Regions from separate parts of the Pan troglodytes genome. Here region 1 is linked to region 2. The links are chromatin contacts, called in public HiChIP or PLAC-seq maps. All regions are on one chromosome and are shown on one strand. The core of a region is the stretch at or near the end of the contact, and the rest is flanking DNA. Distances in the headings are between cores, read along the strand shown. Region 1 holds the start of CDV3 (CDV3 homolog). Region 2 holds the start of TMEM108 (transmembrane protein 108).

Region 1 (3,992 bases), core at 1,160-3,659, 540 kb before region 2:
TATGAACTCTCCAAAATATAGCACTTACTTAACATCAACCTTAAAGTTGACTGCCATAGACTGGACTTGACAAAATGTTAATTTCAAATCTTCTAAACTACCCAATTTTTAAAAATTACTATTTTTTTTGAACTTTAAAAAATAACATGTTTACACATATAATTCCATTCCTATGAAGTTTTAGAAAAAATTATGGTGTCAGAATAGTGGTTATGTTGAAGGTGAATACAGTGAGTACGTGTTAGGAGGGGAACCTTGTTCTGTATCAGTCATACTCAGTTTCTTGACCTGGTGCTTATTGCACAGGTTGGTTGCACTGTGTGAACACATAAAACCTCTATCTCTCTGTAAGTATGATATACTTCAATTACAAAAACATATTCACTTGCTTATTGGAGAGGATGTGAAAAACATCCACATTACTTTTGAAACCAAAACTAAGTACAATCACCGATGTTAAAAGTAAAAATTTTGAAGCGACAAAATCCACTTTAGCTGTCTCAAATGAAAAGGCCTAACCAGAACTGGAAGTAGGCAAGCTCTCACAGGATTTTAGAGTCAGCAGCTAATTTCATAAGCACACGGAAGGGCTGCCTCCATGGAGTGAGAAAGAGTAGACAACCCATTTGAGCCCTAATAAGCATATCTAGAGCACAAGGCTACTATGATGCTGCTTTGGGGCCAAAGGAAAACCTAACTTGTATCCAATATCTATCCCAAAGGTTATCTAAACACATTTGTAACCAGACTATACCTTATTTGCATTGCCTGAACCCTGAGGCCGCTGTAATCAACCTCTTTTTGCTCCAATTCTTTCCATTCATCTTCGTCCTGTAAAACAAACGCCATTTGATCAATTAAAGCTTTTTGTAGACATATAACTAAGCAAACAACACACTACGAAAAGTGGATCGAGTGGCTGGAACCTAAACTAAGTATGTACTTGTCTTCTGGTCAAAGCCCTTGCTTCCTTCTGGGGCAAACTAGGCTAAATGGAGGACAAACATGCTTGTAGGCTAACACTATACTTCCGCTGGGTTCCTGCATGGGAGCTATTACTTTAAGCAACTAAGAAAAGCCGATGGAAGAAGTCAGTAGGAATTTCACAACTACATTTCTACTTCAACCTTGCCACGGAGAGTTTTCTTTTTCTTTCACGGGCTTAGAGACTAAGTCATCACAAAAGAGCTGCTACAAATGCGGCTGCTGAAAGCGAAAATTCAGCTCAAACTACTGGGCTGAGGTCAGCACACGGAATTACTCAGCCTAGACGTCACCCGATAAACGCTGCTCTGTGCTGGGCACTGCGGCCCCAGACCTAGTGCCCCCGGAGGGTGGCGCCGCCCGGGCCTTGGCTAACGCCGAGCGACGCGGGGTGGGAAGGGCGGCTCCACCGCGGGTATCGGAAGGGGTCCCGGCCCTGGCGAGCCCAGCCCGAGGTGGAGAGCCTGCGTCACGTGGCGGCCCGCGCCCGTCCGCCCGGCCTCCGCGGCCCCTCCCGGACGCTTCCCCGGCAGGCGGGGGCGGGCACATGGGGCGCCGGCGCGCGGCCCGGGCCCCGAGTGCCGGCCTCCCGGCCCCTCACCTTCGTCACAGCCTTGGTGGCGGCCCCTGGGCCCGCAGCCCCCGCGCTGGCGGTCCCGCCGTCACCCGGCCGGGTCCCCGCGCCCGCCCCGCCGCCCGCCGCACCCGCGGCTCCACTGCTTCCGCCGGCGCTGCCCGCTGCGCCCGCGGCACTCGCCGCCCGGTTGCTCCGCTCCTTCTTCTTCTTCTTGTCCCTCTTGGCAAAGAAGTTGTCCAGGCTCCGCTCCTCCGTCTCAGCCATGGCCTCGGCCTCCTCGACCCGGATGGGTGGGGCCGGCGGCGGGCGCGGCCCGCGGGGCTCCGAGCTCGGGGTCGAGGCCGGCTCTGCGCTCACGCTGCCGGGCGCGGCGACGCCTCAGCCCCGCGGGGTCGCCGAGGCGTGCGCGGCGAGACGGGCGGCTCCCCCTGCGTGCTGGCGAGCGGTGGTACGGTCCGCCCGGGGGCTCGCGCGCCGCCGCTGTCGCCCGAGGCTGCCGGGGCTGCCGCTGCTGCTGCGACGGCGGAGCAGGATCCCTCTCTCCCCACCTGAGGGGAAAAGGCACGCGCGAGCCAGAGGTTCTGGCGAGAGTGCTCGGCTAGCAGCGGCGCGTGCCGGAGGAAGAGGCGCGCGCGCAGGCCTGGAGAGGAGGGGAAGGGGGTGGGGAGGGGAGGGAGAGGGAGGAGGGAGGGCGGGCCGCTAGAAAAGAGAGGAAGCGCCTGCGCCTGCGTACTTTGCTCTGCCTGCCGCTGTGGGTCGCCAAGGGGCGGGCGGCGGGAGGAGATGGAGGCGGAGCTGGAAAGAGAGCCAATCAGGTGCCAGGACGAAGCTCTTAGGTGACAATCCCTGACCCAGACGGGGCGGAGTCCAAGCATGGGGGCGGGGAGAGGAGGGCATATGCAAAATAAGTGACGTGCCGGGCGACTCCGGTTTCCCGATTGGCCGAGGGTTTAGTCTTGAGGGCGGGCATGTTGAGGGCTGGTTGATGACTTGGCTAAAGAGGTCCTGCAGGAGGGGCAGTGGGTTCCTTTTGGGCGCATGCGCAGGATGCACGTGTGTTTCCTGGCCCAGAACAAACCGTGGCCCCATAGTAGTCGTTTGAACTGTCGCGAAACGGACAGGCACTGCGTTAAGCCAACTGTGTTAAAGATTGTTCCTCTCCTCTGATCGCTTCTGTACTTCCACCCTCTCTGGTGTGGCAACCATTACTTTTCTTCTTTACCGGTTGGTTGTGAAAATGAGAGGAGCAGTGAGCCTGAAGTTTAGGTCCCATTTACTAAAAGATCTTTCATAGGCTGGTTGGTAGGTAAAAAGGGATTTTGTCTGAACTCCACCCTCTGGATTATGTTTACCAAGGTCAAGTTCAATAAATCCTATCGTCAAGTCCCTAATCTGTAAAGTGGGTATACTATTTCTTACAAGATAGGGGGATGGAGGGAAGAGAGTCAACATTATTAGCTGCCCAGCACATTGCTTAACGCCCTGACTTGAGTCTAGATGATGATACAGTTTATCCTTAGCTTCTATCCCTGATAAAAGGAGGGGACTGTCTTATCATAGGGGTGGAGACCAAAATGCCCAGGCGAAAGCCAGGTTTAAATGGGTTTAAAGCCCATTTAAATACCCTTGGGGCCTTGAAAATGAAATGAATTCTATATGCAAAAGGTGGTCTAAAGTAAGCTCTTAAACTTTCTACTTCCTCCTTCTAAAAGCAGAAGAGGGAGCTGTCACAACCATTGAGGAAATGACTCAGACAAATGTTGGTAGCCATATGGGGTAGATAGAATCCAGCCAGTAAATGGAGTGACTTCTTCGTCTTTTCCTTTACAGTTACCCCATTAAAGTTTCTCTTTTCCTACCCCCTACTTACACTGCTATTAAATAATTAACTTCTGGCTGGGCGCGGTGGCTCACGCCTGTAATCCCACCACTTCAGGAGGCCGAGGCAGGCGGATCACCTGAGGTCAGGAGTTCGAGACCAGCCTGACCAAAATAATGAAACCCCGTCTCTACTAAAAACACGAAAATTAGCCAGGCGTAGTGGCTAACGCCTGTAATCCCAGCTACAGGCTGAGGCTGGAGAATTGCTTGAACCCGGGGGTGCGAAGGTTGCGGTAAGCCGAGATCGCGCCATTGCAATCCAGCCTGGGCAACAACAGTGAAACTCCGTCTCAAAAAAAAAAAAAAAATCTAACTTCTGAATGTCAAATAAATCGAGGACCTAGCCTTGGCCAGCAAGTAGCTTGAGCTTATACATATACTATTCCCCAAACATGAACAGCTCCCAAGGTGACTTCCTTCTATGACAACATATATCTTCCTGTGATGCAGGCCAGGTTCAGTACTGCCCATCACCATCACCCTCCCTTACCATCGCTAATCAAATTTATTTTCTTTCTTTTTTTTCTTTCCTTCTTTTTTTCTCCCTTCC
Region 2 (4,216 bases), core at 437-2,936:
TTTAGGTGTTCCCTCTTAAAAAAAAATATTTATCTTGCCTAGTAAACTGAATTCTTGGCAAGTGTAGGCATTTCACAGGCATGGGGTGTGTTTTAGAGGTTTGAAATCAGGTCATTTCCTAAAGAAACATGATGTTGTACAGGGAATGTAAGAGCTATAAAGGGCTTTGAAGGTATCAGGATGTCTCCAAGGGACAAGGTAGAGAGACCCTTGTCCATCTCATACCAGAAAGAGTTCTGAATAAATTACGTGGAAACTCCAGAACACAGTAATATCTTCATAATGAGTTAGTTGAACCATTTCTTACAGAGTAGATTACCAGGTGTATCCAATAAATCAAGAAGTTAACCCGTGGAAAATTGAAGGGACTTTTTATGTTTGCCTATGAGCTGTCTGGGGAAATGGAGGAGAGGCAGGGAATACTTTGCATAGCTTAATCTGCTCTTAAGTTCCTGGACATACCTTCCCCTTTTTAAAGTATGATTTAAAGGCAACAATCCATCTCCCCCGGACTCCCATACAAACCTCTTTTGGCAGCCAAATGGTCTTCATCGAGCACACACTTTTCAAAGAATTAAGGATGTCTGAGTAGGTTTAGTTTAGACCCTGCCTTCCCTCTCCCCACAACCCAGTAACATGCTGAAAATAAGTAATAACCTTCCTGGGTACCCCCAGAAAAACCTGTTTGCAGAAACTACAACCCTTCCTCCGAAAAAAAAAACCTATCTTCTTAAGGAAGAATCTCAGTGTGGTGGTCTGCAGTTCACTGCAGGCATTTCCCTCCTCACCATTTACCAGTCATCAGTTACGCTGCATCTGAAATTCGTTTTTGTAGACTCTCATTTAGACCGGCTCCACCGGTGCCCAACTGCTTAAAAAAAAAAAATAGCCCCTGAACCAATCTCTGGATTCCTCCAGCAGGCTCAAAGCGTTCAATTTCGCTGAAACTCTGGGGTGAAAACCGCCAGGTCCAGCCGGCAGAGCAACCTCCCGGGCAGCACGGAGGCTCCGTCCCCGGCGAGGCCGCCGGCACCTAGGCAGGAGGGCTCTTCGCACAGCTGCGCTAGGAATTTGGCTTCGCTCGCGGCCGCGGGATTAGTTCGAGTCCCACGGGCTGGCCAAAGTGACACTACATTTCTTCTTCTTCGTTTTCCCATGTGACAGGTCCCCCTGCATTAAAGCCACCTCCTCCTCGGCCCCAGCTCAGGTCCAGCGCTCCTGACGCCCGCGCCCCATCACCCGCACCCTACACCTGGGGAGGGGGTTCATGCCAGCAACCCTCCAGGCGGGAAACAAAGGCGGAGGCAGGGCTGCCAGGTGGGCAACTCCCCTCGGGCAGACCCGTCACGCAGTGGGGAGGATGGGAAGGTGCCTGAGAGGATAGGAAAAGGGAAACCAAGGCAACCGGGGCTGCATCCTCCCTGAAGCTGGGCTCCCGGGGCAAGCTGACCCCACACCTCCCCGCGCCCCGCCCAGCCCAGCCTAACCCGCTTGCCGGGACCCAGCATGGGAAGGACTGGGGGGCCGCCCCGTAGCGCCGCTTACCTCGGGAGAAGCGCTCCGGCTCCCTCCGACGGCTCAGGAGAAAGCCCCACCGCTCGCGCACGCGCTCTCGCGCACTCGCGCCTTCGCCCCTCGGGCCCCCGCGCGCGCCCCTCCGACCAGGCTCTGGCCCGCCCCGGCCTTGTCCGTCAGCGTCCGCGACAGCCAATCCAGTCGCACGGAAGGCTCAGCGCCGGTCACGTGGTGAGACCAGCCAATCACCAAATTGCCCTCGGCAGCGCCCGCTCCGATGTCTCTGGGGGTTCGGTTGCTACCTAGCAGAGCGGGTGCGAGGCTGGCACAAAGGGTCTCTGTTTTCGGGGGCTAAGTGGCACTCAGTTGATCAATTACCAGATCAATTGACTTCTCAAATTCTAATATAAATAAGAATCACTTGACTATCTTGTTAAAATGCGGATTCTGATCCAGAAGGTCTGGGGTGGAGACCTGAGATCCTGCATTTCTAATAAGCTCCCAGGTGGCGATGACGAAGCTCTTGGTCGGAGGATCACGCTTTGAATTGCACCTGTCCGAAAGTAATGGCTGTAGCCCCAGCTCCACGTAATTTGAAACTTGCACGACCTTTCTTGTCCTTCTTCCACTGATGAGAAGCGTTCCTGTGGCTACATGGGGTGTCCCGGTGATGCTTACAGTTTGGGCACCAGCTGAGGGAAGGTGTGTTTAATCCCCACATTACCCACCCTTGGTCTATGGAGCAGCAATCATGCCAACTTGGTGACTGGAGTGTGGAACCAAAAGTGGAGACGGAATGGCCATGGAAGAGAACACTGTGTCTACGTTAATCCTAAAGGGTTGGGCGTGTGTGTCTGAGTGGCGCGGTGCCAGACACTTGGCCAGAGAAGTGGTATAAGTGGTCCCTGCTTCTCAAAACGTAACAATTTGTTGTAGAACTATACAGGCTAGTTCAGAAAGAAGCATGTGGAGAAAACATCCGGGAAGCTAACAGTCACAGCACAAATTCAGGCATAAGCTAAAGAGGTTGTGAAATAATATGCCTTGGGGGTCTTAAAAACTGTCCAAATATTCTTCTGTCAGTAATTCCAGAGTCAAGAAGTTAGGACTCCCACTGGCCCTGTCATCTCTCAAATTTGACCTAAGGACTCAGTGTTTTCGGACTGGCCAGCTAGAACCTTTGTTGTTCAGCGTAGCCAAGCTCTTATTACCCAGTAGTGTACCGCCGTGGTTCAAGATTCTTAAGTGCTGAATTCTCCAAAACCTTCATCTCTCATCTCTTGAAACCAGGTGGTATAACCCTGCTTCAGCATTTCTCTCTCACTATCAAGGTGATCAAACTGTCGCTTAGAGAAAACTTCACCTTTGTCAGTGTGTCCTGAACTTCTCTGGCTTCTCATCCCCAGAAGTGAAGCCCACCTAGCAATCTCAGACATTGTTCATCACATTGTCCCTATCAGAGATGGCATCGCACAAAATTCAGAGTTTCTGGGAACATGTTAAACCTGTCACAGCAATGATTCTGGCTACAGCAGGAGTAAAGAAATGTCTAAGCAAGAAAAATGTTTTGAAAGCCTCAAAAAAAAGTTTGTTTGCTGTCATTAAACCAGTGGTTCTCAAGCCTAGCTGGATGGTAAGTATTTATGGAAGTAGGTTGTGGGGCCCTGTGCCTGGAGATTCTGATTGGGATGAGAAGTGGGGCTTGGGCAGCTATAGGTTTAAAAAGTTCTACTGGCGATTTGATATCCATCCATGCTTGAGAACACCTGCATAAGCTGCTAGATCGATAGACGCATTTTTTAACAGGGAAAACTAAACTCCGCAACACAAATCACTAATGACATACACACTCTGTAAACAGAAGAAAGTTTCCACATAATTTTTGAGAACTGATTTTTAAAGGCCAAAAATAATTCATAGGTAATAAATACTCCAAAGACTAGTCAATGGACTAAATTGAAAAGCTAGGTCCACAACTAGGTTTAATTTCAATTGATTAACTAAATATTTCTAAAAGAACGTATTGCCTTTTGTTAACTATGCCAAACTGATAAACTCTCTGGTAATAGCTTTACTTGTTTTATGCCCTTCTTAACTAAAACAGATTTCCATTTGAGCATTTATTTTTTATTTTTTAAGTTCCGGGGTACATGTGCAGGATGTGCAGGTTTGTTACAAAGGTAAACGTGTGCCATAGTGGTTTGCTGCACCTAGCAACCCATCACCTAGGTGAGTCTATTTCAAAGATTCCAAGGGTTTCCAATTCTCTTTACTGGCGTTTTACCAAATTCTGTTACTTTTTAAAAGTGATTAGTGCCTGCACCTTGGAAAACTATTGTACAACTTTTTTATGGCGTGATATTCAATGTAGTGGAATATGACCTACTTAGATTTTAACTAAATTAGTGAGATCCCTCAGAACATTCTACCAACACCAGCCATCTTACTCAAAAGTGACTTTATTTGTGACACCAGAAATATGGAAGCCCAATGTGTGAGCCTGCAAACTAGCTTCCCTCCTTCTGTGACACTTTTAAAAATATATTTCACAGCATTCAAATGGGGGAGAAATTTTTCTCACCTTGTAAACTTGCTTTATCTATTGAGTAAAACAAGGACAGTTTTCACTGCTACTTAACTGAGTAATGTAAATTTTTAACTAGGAAAAAAGCATTTATTTTTCTCTTTGTGGGTGTCATTA

The links. HiChIP or PLAC-seq counts read pairs in DNA pulled down with a chosen protein or histone mark.
Region 1: an H3K4me3 HiChIP or PLAC-seq map of stem cell-derived excitatory neurons shows a contact between it and region 2, with 12 times the contacts expected there. The contact joins the promoter of CDV3 here to the promoter of TMEM108 in region 2. A contact is called at or near these places in 1 of 7 Hi-C or Micro-C datasets (stem cell-derived neural progenitor cells) and 1 of 1 datasets of contacts at active chromatin or transcription factors (stem cell-derived excitatory neurons).

The regions. Positions count from the first base shown.
Region 1 is chr2:136,819,225-136,823,216 of NHGRI_mPanTro3-v2.0_pri, reverse strand. CDV3 (CDV3 homolog) reads right to left here and starts at 2,409. Exons shown (of 5, transcript XM_063806237.1): 1 at 2,295-2,409; 2 at 755-831. The coding sequence starts at 765.
Region 2 is chr2:136,282,251-136,286,466 of NHGRI_mPanTro3-v2.0_pri, reverse strand. It overlaps TMEM108 (transmembrane protein 108), which reads right to left and starts at 1,686. Exons shown (of 6, transcript XM_016941951.4): 1 at 1,546-1,686.